Linked DNA regions of Bos taurus: region 2 is linked to region 1. Evidence: chromatin contacts called from public Hi-C data. All regions are on one chromosome and are shown on one strand. Each heading gives the region's core, a stretch centred on a gene start, on an enhancer-like site or on the middle of the called end of the contact. The rest is flanking DNA. Distances are from core to core; before and after follow the strand shown.

Region 1 (3,496 bases), core at 700-3,199:
ATGTCCGACTCTGCAATCTCATGGACTGTACCCCACCAGGTTCCTCTGACCATGAAATTCTCCAGACAAGAATACTGGAGTGGGTTGCCATTTCCTTCTCTTATTACATAAGGATATATTATATATTTATCTATTTATCTGTACTTTATATATATAATAAGGATGGCTGATGAGCTCAATGAAGCCCAGCTACAACCAGTGTTTGTATCACTGAACAAGTGGTTGGGACTAGATCACAGAGGGCCTTTTCAGAACATGAGGAGGATTTTGCTTCTTTTCCTAAGGCAAATGAGAAACTCCTGAAGGATTTTAAAGAGAGGGGAACAAGATTTACCTTTTAAAACAATTGCTCTAGTCTGGGTAGGGTGTGTTTTGTGTCTGTTCATTACCTTATATGACAAACAGCCTCTAACTGCTCAGATGCACCTTGCTTCTTCTCTGAGTGCAATTTCAAGGGCATGGAATTATATTGAGGCTTCCCTGGTGGCACAGACAGTAAAGCGTCTGCCTGCAACGTGGGAAACCCGGGTTCAATTTCTGGGTTGGGAAGATCCTCTGGAGAAGGAATGGCAATCCACTCCTGTATTCTTGCCTGGAAAATCCCACGGATGGAGGAGCCTCGTAGGCTACAGTCCATGTGGTAGCAAAGAGTCAGACACAACTGAGTGACTCCACTTTCTTTTCAAATCTGGGAAATAAAGTTCTAGAACTCACATTTTATTTATTTCCTTGGGCCAGATATTCCATTTATGAAGTTTTTTGTTTCGTTCTGTTTTCTACCAGAGATTTTGACTAAGTTCAAAGGTATGCTAGTCTGGTCTAAAAGATGAGAATTTTCTTGGACTTACTTTGGGATCATCTCATTTAGAATCAAACTGTCTGTGCTTCCTATCTTCACCTCAAATTCTATTCAAGGCTCTGCTATCTGCTCAATCCACAACTGCTCCAACGATGGTATTGCTCATTTTTCAATCTCTATGTTTTATTATCTAATAGAAGCCAAGTCTTTCTGAAAATGCTTTCTATAAAAATACACTTCGGCTCTTCTGCTTCATCAAAAGTATTTCTTGACACTTCTTAATCTCCTCTGGGAGCTTCTTTTTCTTTACCCAACTTTTAACTGTTGGTGTCTTCTCACTTCTAGTCACTCTCCCTTGATTTTAGCTCAGTCCCATGGTGTCACTCAATCATTTATTTTGCTAATGACTCCTAACTCAGAAGTCTTTCTCTCCAACTCAGATTTCTATCCTGAGCAGCAGATCTACACAACCACCTAGCAGACATCTTCACTTGGCCATCCTACAAATATCTACAACTCAGTATATCTAAAAACTAAACTCATGATCTCATTTTCTATTCCTCTACAAATCAGCCCTTTCTTTCCCTCTCCTCTCACTGGGTACTGCTTCTACTCAGTGCTCATGCTCAAAACCTATGCATCATCCTTGACATCTATTTCTCACACACAATCTAATCAATCCTTTTGACTTAAACTTAAATGTCCCTTGTATCTTTCCAGTATTTCTTTCTAGCCCCATTACCATTATCACAATTTAGCGTGTCTGCCATTATTTTCTTTAGTGGATTACTGCAGTAGTCTTCACTTGTTCTTTGCCTTGAGTGAGTTTTCTAAAGCACAAATGTGAATGTACGACTACTTGGATTAAAACTCTTCAATGACTCCTCACTGCTCTGAGGGTAAAGTCCAAATTCCTTAAGCATCATTTACAAAGCTCCTCATGCCTCTCTTTCTAGCTCATTTCTCATTATTCACCTATTTAATCTCTATACTCCAGGCCAGAATGAACAACTTTCATATCTCCCAGAACACTGACCTTATTCTCTGTTACTTATCTAGCCCCTACTCATCCTTTAGATCTCAGCATGGATATGAGTTTCTCTAAGAAATCTGACCTGTTGTCCAGATTAGCTGATCCTCTCACGTGCTCCTATAGTACTCTGACCTTTCAACTGGATAGTTGTGAAGCAATTTTTTTCCCCACCATTTGATCTCTAGTGCCCAGAAAAGGATTTAATAAATATTTGTGGAACTGACGGCCTGCTTCATGTGGTTCTTAATTTTTTTTTTAATGTTTTAATGGCTGACTCGAATCTCTGTGATTGGTGTGTGCTCTGCAGAATCTAAGTTATGGATATGTACTGGTCTATAGTTAACCAATGTGGCTTCCAGGTTGATTGCTTTGTGAACACTAACAATAAGAAAAAGCCTAAGATTTAAAAAGAAAATGAAAGAAAGAAAAGCAAGCAAAAATAGCTCCAATGACTTACTCTCCTCCGGAGGGGGATTTCACCTGACTCTCATCTACTACGGTACCACTGTGGATTTCAGCAGTTTTCCTGGAATACCAGATACAGTGCTACTGGACTCCCCTCTGGTGGATGAGTGAATATTTGCTCGTAATGAAATAATGTCTGAAAGGAGTCGTTCATTTAATAAATATTTATTGAGCAACTAAACATATAGAGTACCGAGTATACATTAAAAGCTTGGGGATATAATAGTAACCAAAGCAGATAAAAATGTCTGATCATACAGAGATTTTGCTCACTACCTTTATCTTTAGTATTGAATGTTGCTTAAGGCCTGCTTCTAATCTGAATCATTCTGCATTTTCTTGCATCTTAATGGCCTTGCATCCTAGATGAGGGATTATAAGGCAGATGCATAGAAAAGGAAGGAGGGCTGTAACACAATTCTTCTGGTGGGTAATCATTTTGTCTCCCTTACTTTCTTTTATATCTTTAATTTTGAAATCAATTTTACCATAATATAGCATAATCAACAAATGCTAGCTTGTGAAATTTAAAACAGTTCCCTTTATAATGAATAGAGTTATAAGAAAATATCTTTTTTCATAATTTTGCTGATGATTTTGGCTATGGTAACTGTAGAGAAATGTTACTCATATACAGGGCTTCCCAGGTGGCGCAGTGGTCAAGAATATGCCCGGGAATGCAGGAAACACAAAAGATGTGGGTTCTATCCCTGGGTTGGGAAGATTCCCTGGAGTAGGAAATGGCAACCCACTCCAGTATTTCTGTCTGGGAAATTCCATGGACAGAGGACCTGGTGGGCATGGTCACAAAGAGTCGGACACGACTAGGTATGTGCATACTACACAGACTCACATACACCAGAATGATTCCCTTAATGTTATTAAATTACACATATGCTCTATTTAACTTATTTAAAAGGAAATCAATGTGGTAATTATTGTTATATTTTTAGCAGTTTCTCTGTACAATATGTGAAAATTGAAGACATGAATAAAATCAGTCCAAGCTATTATCAGACTGCTTTATCTACATGTTTTAGGGATTAGAGAGATAAACGTAAGGTTATTGTTCTTTGAGAGTTAAAGAACTCAGTAAAGCACTCATTCAGGTTTCTTCAGAAGGGAATATGTGATTTATCAGCAGTCCGATAAACACTAAACGTGCCTTATATCACATTTACAGGCATCAGAATTCTTTA
Region 2 (3,496 bases), core at 547-3,046, 86 kb before region 1:
TAAGAGGTAAATTAAAGTATTCCAGTTGTCCACTCATTATTATTCTGAGTTTATAATTTCCATGAAAAAGCAATAAAAATTACGAATTCAAATAGCAGTCATAGTATATAATCAAGTGCTAACAAGTGGTAGAAACTAAGCTTCAATAAATGTCATATGAGGGTTGGTTGGAACCAGTAAATGTAGGCAGGGCTGAGGAGGAGAACAATGATGGCTTGATTTGATATTACTTGTGATAAATGTCCTAACGCCCTAAATGTATTATTCATATATCCCATTTTTAAAAAAACATATTTATCAAACTAATTTCAATGTTATTGTTTAAATGAAACATACTATATAATAAGGAATGTGTGACTGCAGGAATCTGTAAATGTTTTGTTATTAATTTTTTATTTTGATAAGAAATTTTCAATTTAATAATGCTGAAGATAGTTATTTTGAGTAGAATTGAGCAATGTTAATTTAAAAATCTTATGTGTATATTTTAAACGAATATCTAAGTTTATATTCAAATTTAGTTTGTTATTTTTTTCTTAACTTAATAAAAGATAATGAAAGGGGACTTCCTGGTGGTCCAGTGGTTAAGACTCCGTGCTGCTAATGCAGGGGGCACAGGTTTGATTTCTGGTCGGGGAATTATGCTCCCATATGCAGTGCGGCATGGCCAAAGGATAAAAAAAAAAGAAGAAAAGTTATTTGAATAATTACAAGTTTGTTGGTAGATACTATCAAAGAAAATTTCTGTATTCATATAAGCAGAATTTTTTAAAATGAAAACTTAATATTTAAAAGATACTCCCTTTGCTGCTTATAAACTCATCTGCATGAGGGTGGACAGCAGCCATGGAAGCTTTGCTTTTACTTTTAAAAAGCACTGGTGCATCTATGGATTTAAATACATTGAAAGCAATACCAGACTATGCAAACAGACTGAAGGAAAAGAGAGGTCGAAATTAGTTCTTTCAAATACATCTTCTCATCATTCCTAATGTACACTTTTCTTCTAATTATTCTTTACTTCGAATAAAGTATGAACAATGCATACATGACAATGCTTCCTAACAAGTGAACCTTAGAGAAGATTTTCAGGAAATAAAATATCCTTTACAATGTACCATTTGTTAAAACAACATAATGAACAATAAGACATGCAAGCATAACTGGCTATATATTTAACATATTTAATTTTAAATATCAGAATTAATATATTACATAAAACCACTCATACCTAAAAAGGCATAATTGTTTGTCACAATTATTTGGATATACTTCTAAGATTAAGTTCAGGAAAGCAAGGTTTGGAATGTGAAGAGTTAAAAACGCAGAGCAACAGTAACCCCATTTAGATAAGGGAATAGAGGGGTGGGGCAAAGGGAACAATGCACTAAAGTGCTTTTCTTTCACAGATCTTGGTTCAAATTAAGGTTAAATTCCACAGGAGGATATGTTTTCCCCATACGGAGTCTTAAAGGACGTGCCTTTGTTTCCAACTTCCCAGAGAAGATGTATGTTAACACAAACAAAGCATTTCATAATAAATTTAACTTTTATAGAGTGACTAATGCCCTGTGGAGATAAGGTAGACTCTCAGTCACCTGTGTTTAATCCAGGCTGAAGAAATTACGCCAAGGGCACACTGAGAAAATTCTATTCCTTTGGAGAGAATGGCAGTAACTTGGTAGGGAGCAGAAAGGGTCTTGATTTTAAAAGTCTCATTGGAATGACTCTTCCTTCCTCACTGTGAACACAGTTTAGCATTTATGTACTTTGGAAGGACAAAGAGGTGAGGTAAGCCTGCCAAAATTTGAACCTGGATTTCTGGGAACCTGTTAGTAGGTCAGCTGTCATAAATGTAAGAGAAGCTGCAAAGGAGCGGCGGATCCTAGGTAGTTGGAAGTTGGACTACAGCTTTGTTAAAGCCTGCATACTTTTTCTTCTTCTAGATCTCCAGCTAGGTGACATAGTGTTTAAAACGCCACGGAGGACCACTATCATTCAATCAAACCAGCCTTTGGTGAAGAGCTGGGGAAGAGCTGGAACAACAAAGAAACAAACAACTCTTTCTGCTGGAAATATTTATACTTAGCAGATAGAAAGAGGTTTTTCAAACATTAATTGGGGTCTTATTGACAATAATTTAGCAATCTATTTCTTCCAAGAAAGACAAACTATTTTTGTAAATAGTGCTTTTCTTTCATCTCCCATTTTCTTTCATCTGCACATTATTCTTTATTGACTAGATGCCTAATTCTTATCATTCTTGAAAATATCTCTGAATTTGTGTCTAGATAATTCCCTCATTGATATACCATCCCTTTCCCATGTGATTTCAATACTGACTTCAATCGAGGATGTAAAAATTAGTTCTATGGCATGTAAAAAAATTCCATTTTTCAGAGAGAGACGTGTCAAATATCATACTGTATACATTTATTTTTTATATTTATGAATTCATCCTTGATGAGAGGTTTAGGAAATCTATAGAAAATTTAAATAAAATGGAGTAACATTTTCCTCTAACATTAATCAAAAAAGGAGACATTCACATAGAAAAAATTTCATTTTAAGTTGCTTTATGAGAACCTTGGAAACATCTCTTTAGTTTATCAATCTGCAGGTCACTAATATAGATTCCAGACCAAGTTCTTATCATCATCTCTGATCATAGTTTCTTTATAGTGCTCAATTTCCTTCTTGTGCTCTAAATTAAATTTAAAAAATAAACTTCTTTAATCTTTGTATGTTAGCCAGTGACTAACAGAAGAAAAGTTTTCTGGTCTTAGAGTATTGGACAAGAGTAAAGAGGTTTATCTTCTCAGGCTAAGTAATACCAAATCCAAATTTCAGAAATCAATTAAATTCAGAAAGGAATATTCAGAAAGGAATACCACAAGGGGGCAGGTGAATCCAGGCTAGGTCCTAGGTGAGAGGGTCTCAGTTTTAGGAATTCTGGTCAAAGGAGGGAGAGGATGAAATGAAAACCAGCAACAACTCTAAAGAGAATATTTCTCCAGGAACTTCAGCATTGTGTCTGTGTCGTCCAAGTAAAACTTTATTTAAAATGTATCCAGATACATTTTCTTATCATATACCAAGAAAATGAATTAAAGAAACCAAACCAATGTAGTCACACACTGCAAGTGCCCGCTGTATACACAGAGGCCAATAGCATGCTTTTATCAAGAAGAGAAAAGTTATACACAAACTGAGAAGAAATCCAAAATTTACTACAGAGCAATTAGGGTATTCTTTGAAAATAAACTACAACCAGAGAAAATCTATCAAATTATTAAAAAGATATGAAAAGAAACTTTTGCCTCAAAGTCATCTGAATGATCAACAATTTCATAACAGAGGCATAAACTTTGAATAATAGAGGAATACCAATTTTTTTCCCCCATAGAAAAATTGAGATATTAATTTCAGACATTTTAGGAAAAATAAAAGCTGCTGCTTAAAAGAATCTGCTTTGATTTTCATGAGAAACTAAACT

What was found. Hi-C and Micro-C count contacts between places; a contact is called where the count stands out from the background.
Region 2: a Hi-C map of liver shows a contact between it and region 1, with 2.6 times the contacts expected there. The contact joins two enhancer-like sites. A contact is called at or near these places in 2 of 11 Hi-C or Micro-C datasets (liver and skeletal muscle).

What each region holds. Positions count from the first base shown.
Region 1 is chr21:47,666,079-47,669,574 of ARS-UCD2.0, reverse strand. All of the region lies in intron 11 of MIPOL1 (mirror-image polydactyly 1), which reads right to left. Among named protein-coding and RNA genes, the nearest start is that of FOXA1, 110 kb to the left of the region's middle. Within about 2 kb of position 1,949, at least 1 of the 102 cell types and tissues checked has an H3K27ac peak or open chromatin away from gene starts, as enhancers often do. A contact at or near this core is called in liver, where this site is marked.
Region 2 is chr21:47,751,496-47,754,991 of ARS-UCD2.0, reverse strand. No RefSeq gene overlaps it. Among named protein-coding and RNA genes, the nearest start is that of FOXA1, 30 kb to the left of the region's middle. Within about 2 kb of position 1,796, at least 7 of the 102 cell types and tissues checked have an H3K27ac peak or open chromatin away from gene starts, as enhancers often do. A contact at or near this core is called in liver, where this site is marked.